2 separate regions of the Mus musculus genome follow, and region 1 is linked to region 2. The links are chromatin contacts, called in public Hi-C maps. All regions are on one chromosome and are shown on one strand. The core of a region is the stretch at or near the end of the contact, and the rest is flanking DNA. Distances in the headings are between cores, read along the strand shown. Region 1 holds the start of 6030498E09Rik (RIKEN cDNA 6030498E09 gene). Region 2 has its middle 37 kb from the start of 6030498E09Rik.

Region 1 (3,684 bases), core at 674-3,173, 37 kb after region 2:
CCTCAAACTCAGAGATCCACCTGCCTCTGCCTCCCAAGTGCTGGGATTAAAGGCATGCACCACTACTATTCAGCTATGAAGTGTGATTTCTTATGTGTAATTTCTTTTCCTCCCTCCCTCCATCCCTCCCTCCCTCCCTCCCTCCCTCCCTCCCTCCCTCCCTCCCTCCCTCCCTTCCCCTCCCTCCCTCCCTCCCTCCCTCCCTCCCTCCCTTCCTTCCTTCCTTCCTTCCTTCCTTCCTTCCTTCCTTCCTTCCTTCCTTCCTTCCTTCCTTCCTCCTCCTCCTCCTTTGTTTAGTGCTGGAGATGGGGCTCCACCCTATACTCTTGCTTGAATGGTGCTTGACCACTGAGCCACACCTTTAGTCCTCTAAATCTTCATCAAACTACCTAATTAGTTTATGCTTAGCTTTGTTAGTGTGTTGTTGTAAAACAACTAACAGCAGCTGTTGTTAGCTCTTTGAGCATCCTCATCCATCTGAGGCCAGTGTGCCATGGAATTTCTGAGCTCTACTGTGGGGCTGCTCATCAATTCTAATAGTCCTGTTTGTCCCCAAGTTTTTGCCTACCCTGAGACTGATGGAAGGTCCAGCTTCACAAGAGGAACAAGGATGAGGGTGTCTGTTTTCTGGTTGCCTGCTGAGCTTGAGGGTGCTGAGCACAGGAAGCCTGGAGCAAACCAACACCTTGGATGCAGTAGAGACTTGGTTAGGGTTAGAGTCAGAGTCAGAGTGCTGTGACATGCAGTCTTCTGGCTTCGGCTCCTTAATGTTTGGAGCACTCCAAGATGCATGACCAGAGGATGCCATGCCCTTACTCCACCTAGTGTGTGCTCGCTGTCATCACTGTCATCTCTCTGGCATTTGAAGCATCTTGGAGTTTTTAACCAAGAATTCAAAGAAGGCAGTGTGTGTGTGTGTGTGTGTGTGTGTGTGTGTGTAATCAGAAGTAATTTTGTTTTGTACATTTTTTTACTGAATATAAAAGCAGAAAATTAAAATTATAAATCATAAGTATGAGACAGTTTATCGGCATCTTTCTCTGAATTCTCCAGAAATAATCACAGTTAGCTTTGGTACTCCCCCCCTCCCCCCGCCAGAGAGTCTGCTTGTCAGTATTCATGACAACTGCGTTTCATGTGAGAACTGTATTCCCAAGGGCTCCACATAAGTAGAAATTTGCCCTATTCCAGATCAGTCTTGACAAAGGAAGGCCAGAATTCCTGTCTATCAGCTAAAGTGGTGCCACCATGTGGCAAAAGCAGAAACCTAGCATATGATTCACTTGGCTGTCAAGCTTTCAAGCTCCACGGTGGTATTTGAATTTAGGGAGACTTGCAGTATTCAATAGTACATAAGCCAGGTTGAAAATATATTATTTCCTATTATTAGAATTCAAATGTATTTAAAATGTCATTATATTGTGCTAACTTTATGAAAGGGGGTCATGTCAAATAAAATCCAGCCCCGAATTTTCTTTATAAAATTCAGACAACATATTTTGGACATTCTCTCATGTAGTAAACGCACTTTTATCTCTTCCTTTTGAAAAGCTATGACTTATTTTAGTACAGTGGCGCATTGTAATTCATTTAAGTCGTCCATGACATTGATGGCTACTTCTTTCCAAGGACATGATCTCCCTTGCTGCCTTGCCCTTTTGCTATCAGGTTTTCCCTCGCTTTCAGGATTTCAGGATACTGAACAATGCTATGTTGTTCTCCGTGTCAGTGGCCAGAGTAAATCAACCTTCTGCCACCTGGGGACCATTCAAGCTGAAATCACGTGCCCTTTTCCGTTCCCAGCATACTTGATTCTGTCGCTGAACAGGCCTTATCTGTGCCTACAAGTGGGCTTGTCAGGAAGCAGGTGCTGAGACAGCAGTTGCTATCTAGGAACTCAACACCAGAGAACCGAAAGGACGCAGGATCCAGCAGAGGAAGAAGCTTGGCCGGCTTAGCAAACAGGCTGTGGAGCAAGGACGGTTCATCAGAACTGTCTTGGGTAAGTCTTTGTTCAGTCATTGGATTCTGACCACCCGAGGTGGGCCATGAGCTCAGCTGAGGCACTTCTTTGCAACTGAGACAGACCCGAAAGGAATGGAAAACTCCATGTTGTCCCACAGCTGAGTGGACGTTGTTCTACAAAGTGGGATCTGAGCAGCACATCTTTGTCACTCCTGTATCTGGTCTCTTACATCCTTCCATGTGCATAGTAGGTGACTTTGGCAGCTTGAAGGATTTCCTATCTGAAGTCTAGCTCAGGTCTGGGAGTTTACAATGGGAAAACAGGTCCCCCCACCCCCAGTGTAATGTAAAGGCGAATGGCAAACAGTTCCCCGCTGGGACAGATACGAGGCTGAGGCTTATCACTGTCTGTTTTCCACCCGGGGTGAAAGGGATGGGGGAAGAGAGAAGCATTTCTTGCTGCCTTCTATGTGTGCCCTGGTACGGAGTGACACTCAAGGGATTCTGCTCGATCACTTCTTCATCTCATCGCTTCCCTTCAAGCTTCCTTAGGCCTTTATTTGAAAACCAGACGCAAGGAGATCATAGCCTCAGGTTCTAGCCAAAGTGTCACTAGCAGTTGCCTGAGAGAATCAAGCTGGGTCCCACTTCCTGTATAAGATGGTGCCTGTGGTTTTTCCAGTGCTTCAAGCAGCAAAAGAGTCAGAGAGAAGCCCACAAGAGCACCAAGCTACCAACCCCAACATATATGTAGAGGATCTGGTGCGGACCCCTGCAGGCTCTGGGAGTGCCACTTCAGTCTCTGTGAGCCCCTATGAGCCCTGCTTAGTTGATGTTCATGGGCCGCTTTCTCCTGGTGTGGTGCTCCAAGGAGAAGGACCTGATGGAGGGCAATTTGGGCTCTCTCTGCACGTAATGTTTGGCTGTGGGTCTCTGCACCACCATTAGCTGCTGGTGGGAGCCTGTACAGATACTTTTAAATATAGGTTTGGGGGATGCCAGCTCAGGTCCTTACACTTCCATTTACTTAGTGAGCCATCTCACTGGTCTCTAGTTGGGAATTTTACAGCTTAGATCTGTAGCTCTCTCTTTCTCTGTCAGTCTCTGCATCTCTAGCTGTCTCTTTGTCTTTCTGTCTCTCTCCCCCCATGTGTATAAATATTGGAAAAGAGAATCAGCAACAGCATTGATAACCTTTGGCTACCTCTTGATTACATACAAAAGCTCACACCTTCTTGCCTATGCAGTTTGAAATTTCAATATAAAAGTTATAAGGAAAAGCAAACCAAATCAACCGCAATGATACTGTTCTCAAGATATACATTTGGAGGCTGGCCATGGCAGTCACACCTTTAATCCCAGAGTTTGAGAGGCAAAGACAGCCAAATCTCTGGTCTACACAGTGGATTTCAGGAAAGCCAGCGATGTGTAGAGAGACTTTGTCTGAAAAGGAAGCAGCAGCAGCAGCAGCAGCAGCAGCAACAACAACAACAGCAAACAATACATTTAGATATATTTCCCATCTTTTTTTTAATTAACAGACCATACCAAATCCTTTATTACAAATAATTAAATCTCTCCACGTCTCAAACAGTATCAAACACAGCATTTTGTAGTCCCACTAGATAGCACAGTAGGCATTCAATGCTAGAAGTGAGGATGGAGTTAAACTTGCAACTCCTGACCCGGTGTCCTTTTCGCACATTACCCAATTTCCCA
Region 2 (3,170 bases), core at 295-2,794:
GTGGTGGTATAAGTGGGGGAGGAAAGGACAGAGGTTTGTGAGGACTCCGTGGTTCTGCGTTGATGGTACACATTAGGTCTGCTCTGCCTGACTGGCCTCAGCAAGGCAGGTCCTGGGCAGCAAACTGGGGAGAGGGAAAAAGGAGTTCCTAGGGCCAGTGTGGCCAGAACCATTCAGGAGAGATGTATTTTCTGTGGAAGCTTCCCCCACCAGCAGAAGGGCTACACTAAAGATTCATACACTGGCTGCAATTTCAAGTTACTTTTTTATTTGTTATATTTTTATTTCACTTGTTATATTTCCAACTCCCCATTCCAAGGTTTTTTCTCAGAAATCATCGTGCTGCCCGAGGTCTGCTTAGGGAGGGATGCTGTTGCTGAACCCCATCCTCACAGGGGCTGCAGGGAGCCCCTTCTGTTCTCTTTTGCTGCTCTGTCCTATGTCAGCCCTCACAAAGAACACCAGGAAACCACTTTCCCCTCTTCGTTTCCATGGTAGAAAAAGAAGGAAAAATAATAACAAAAGACCATATTCCTTGGAGACTGCCAATGAGATAGACATTTACCACAACCCCATTTTACAGATGAGGACATTTACCCCTGCTGGTTTCCTTCACAATGCTCATCATTACCTCTGGCCATCTTGTTTATTTGGGCCCTTTCCTGACTCCAGTTACCATGTACCTCATGAGAAAGAGACTTTTTTCTGCTGTGTTCCCTGCTGTTATCTGTTCAGTATCTAAAACCATATGCAGAGCATCAGCGTCTGAAAAGACTGCTGTTTCTGTCTGGTTTAGGATTTGATTTTACCCTACTTGCAAGCTAATAACCTAGCCTGTCGCTGTGGAAGAAAACGGAAGGCTCCTGCATCACACTGTATTACTCACAGACCCGAATGTCAGCATTCCTGCATCAATTTTCCTTGTCCTTGAGTCCTCCTGGGATGGCAGAAGGCCAGATTCATGTTTTATACGGAACTGGTATATGCGTCACAGCCGGGATGACAAAATGGAAAATTGGCGAAGCCAATACCTTATAATAAGCAATTAGGCATGTCCACTCTACCTCAGAGGGCTGCCTTTCCTTCACCCCCCAGATAGCTTGCTTCAGTGATAATGCTTTCTTTGTGAAGGTACTCACGGGGAAGAGCTGCTTTGTTACTCCTGCCAAATGTGGGAGTCTCATGTTGGGGGAGAACTCATGTTCTTCCTTTGAGATGCAAGGCAGCTGCTATAGGTGCCTCACTGAAAGACATCTGTGTAGTTTCTCCTGATCTGACCTCACTGCGAAGGGCTTTTGAACTCACCAAGCAGCTTTAGCAAGCAGAAGAGGATCAAAGAGCAGGAGAGAATCAAGGCCAGCGCTTCTTTTAAGTCTAGTCTGAGTGTCCTGTGAGGAGGAAGGAGGCAGCTTCCTTGCCCAAGGATGTCACACAAAAAGAACTCTGAATCCCTGCAAACCGTCATTTTCACCCTCAGCACCATGCAGTCTGACAGTGGGGCTTGTAGCTTGCTGATTACTAGGCTCAGAGCCACATGCTTTCAATCAAGATCTTAGAGCAAGGCTTGGCTAAGATTCTAGCAGCACAAACAAATTCATCATGTCACTCTGGTGTACAAGAAAGTCTGAGGACACCTGGGTTAAAGCATGGGTCCCAAATATCTAATTCTTTCCCTGATTTAACTGTTTATTGACTCGGTGTTCACAGGCAACCTATTTCATATCTCTGAGCTTGTGCTTTTTCCTTACAGGCTGGAGTAAATAATATCTTCAACACAGACTATTAGGAGGATTGAGTGAGAGGATATGTGTATGTCATATCTCTGCTTCCACCCTTGCCTGTCTAAAGTCTATCCTTCCCATAGTAGAGGATTCTTTGTAAGTCAGATCCCGCCACTCCCTTGCTCAAGTCCATAGAAAGCTTTTTCTTTTTTGTTTTTAACTCGTATTTTTTTAATTAGGTATTTTCTTCATTTACATTTCCAGTGCTATCCCAAAAGTTCCCCATACCCTCACCCCCACTCCCCTCCCCCCACTCCCACTTCTTGGCCCTGGCGTTCCCCTATACTGAGAGGCATATAAAGGTTGCATGACCAATGGGCCTCTCTTTCCTCTGATGGCCGACCAGGCCATCTTTTGATACATATGCAGCTAGAGACAAGAGCTCCGGGGTACTGGTTAGTTCATATTGTTGTTCCACCTACAGGGTTGCAGACCCCTTTAGCTCCTTGGGTACTTTCTCTAGCTCCTCCATTGGGGGGCCTGTGATCCATCCAATAGCTGACTATGAGCATCCACTTCTGTGTTTGCCAGGCCCCGGCCTAGTCTCACAAGAGACAGCCATATCTGGGTCCTTTCAGCAAAATCTTGCTAGTGTATGCAATGGTGTCAGCGTTTGGAAGCTGACTATGGGGTGGATCCCTAGATATGGCAGTCTCTAGATGGTCCGTCCTTTCATCTCAGCTCCCAACTTTGTCTCTGTAACTCCTTCCATTGGTGTTTTGTTCCCAATTCTAAGAAGGAGCAAAGTGTCCACACTTTGGTCTTTGTTCTTCTTGAGTTTCATGAGTTTCACAAATTGAATTTATGAAATTCCTAGGCAAATGGATGGACCTGGAGGGCATCATCCTAAGTGAGGTAACCCAATCACAAAAGAACTCACATGATATGTACTCACTGATAAGTGGATATTAGCCCAGATACTTAGAATACCCAAGATATAACATAGAAAGCTTTTTCATCTCACTCAAAGCAAACTCTCACTCTGCTTCTTCTTATCAATGTAAAGTTCTTTAGTTGATGCATCTTTCCTTCCCCCTAACCAGCAGGTGCTTTGCCACAGTTAAACACTTGTTCAAAACAGTGCTGAAAACCTGGGCAAAGCAGAATGTTTCCTATAGTGGTTACAGATGTTTACAACATGCACAGATGCCCAGGAAGGGCCTATGTGAGCAGTGCCCCTGTTCAGATTGCCCGAAAAACCCCTTCTTCCCTCTAAGTTAAAAATCTGTGCATCCGGTGTTCCATCTCTGGCTGGCCCCCTCTTCTGTCACTATGACAGCACCAGCAAGTTAGCCACACCAGGGAGTTAGTTACGTGGGTGCACAGTTATCTAGAGTTATTGCCTATGAGTTTGCTGGGTAGGAGTTAATTTCTCAGAAAAATCCACCC

The links. A called contact is a pair of places that touch in the nucleus more often than the background predicts.
Region 1: a Hi-C map of Sertoli cells shows a contact between it and region 2, with 4 times the contacts expected there. The contact joins the promoter of 6030498E09Rik here to the enhancer-like site in region 2. A contact is called at or near these places in 1 of 484 Hi-C or Micro-C datasets (Sertoli cells), 1 of 115 datasets of contacts at active chromatin or transcription factors (embryonic stem cells) and 2 of 9 other capture datasets (adipose tissue and pancreatic islet).

The regions. Positions count from the first base shown.
Region 1 is chrX:38,770,857-38,774,540 of GRCm38.p6, forward strand. 6030498E09Rik (RIKEN cDNA 6030498E09 gene) reads left to right here and starts at 1,924. Exons shown (of 4, transcript NM_183126.2): 1 at 1,924-2,002.
Region 2 is chrX:38,734,162-38,737,331 of GRCm38.p6, forward strand. No RefSeq gene overlaps it. Among named protein-coding and RNA genes, the nearest start is that of 6030498E09Rik, 37 kb to the right of the region's middle. Within about 2 kb of position 1,545, at least 33 of the 459 cell types and tissues checked have an H3K27ac peak or open chromatin away from gene starts, as enhancers often do. A contact at or near this core is called in Sertoli cells, where this site is marked.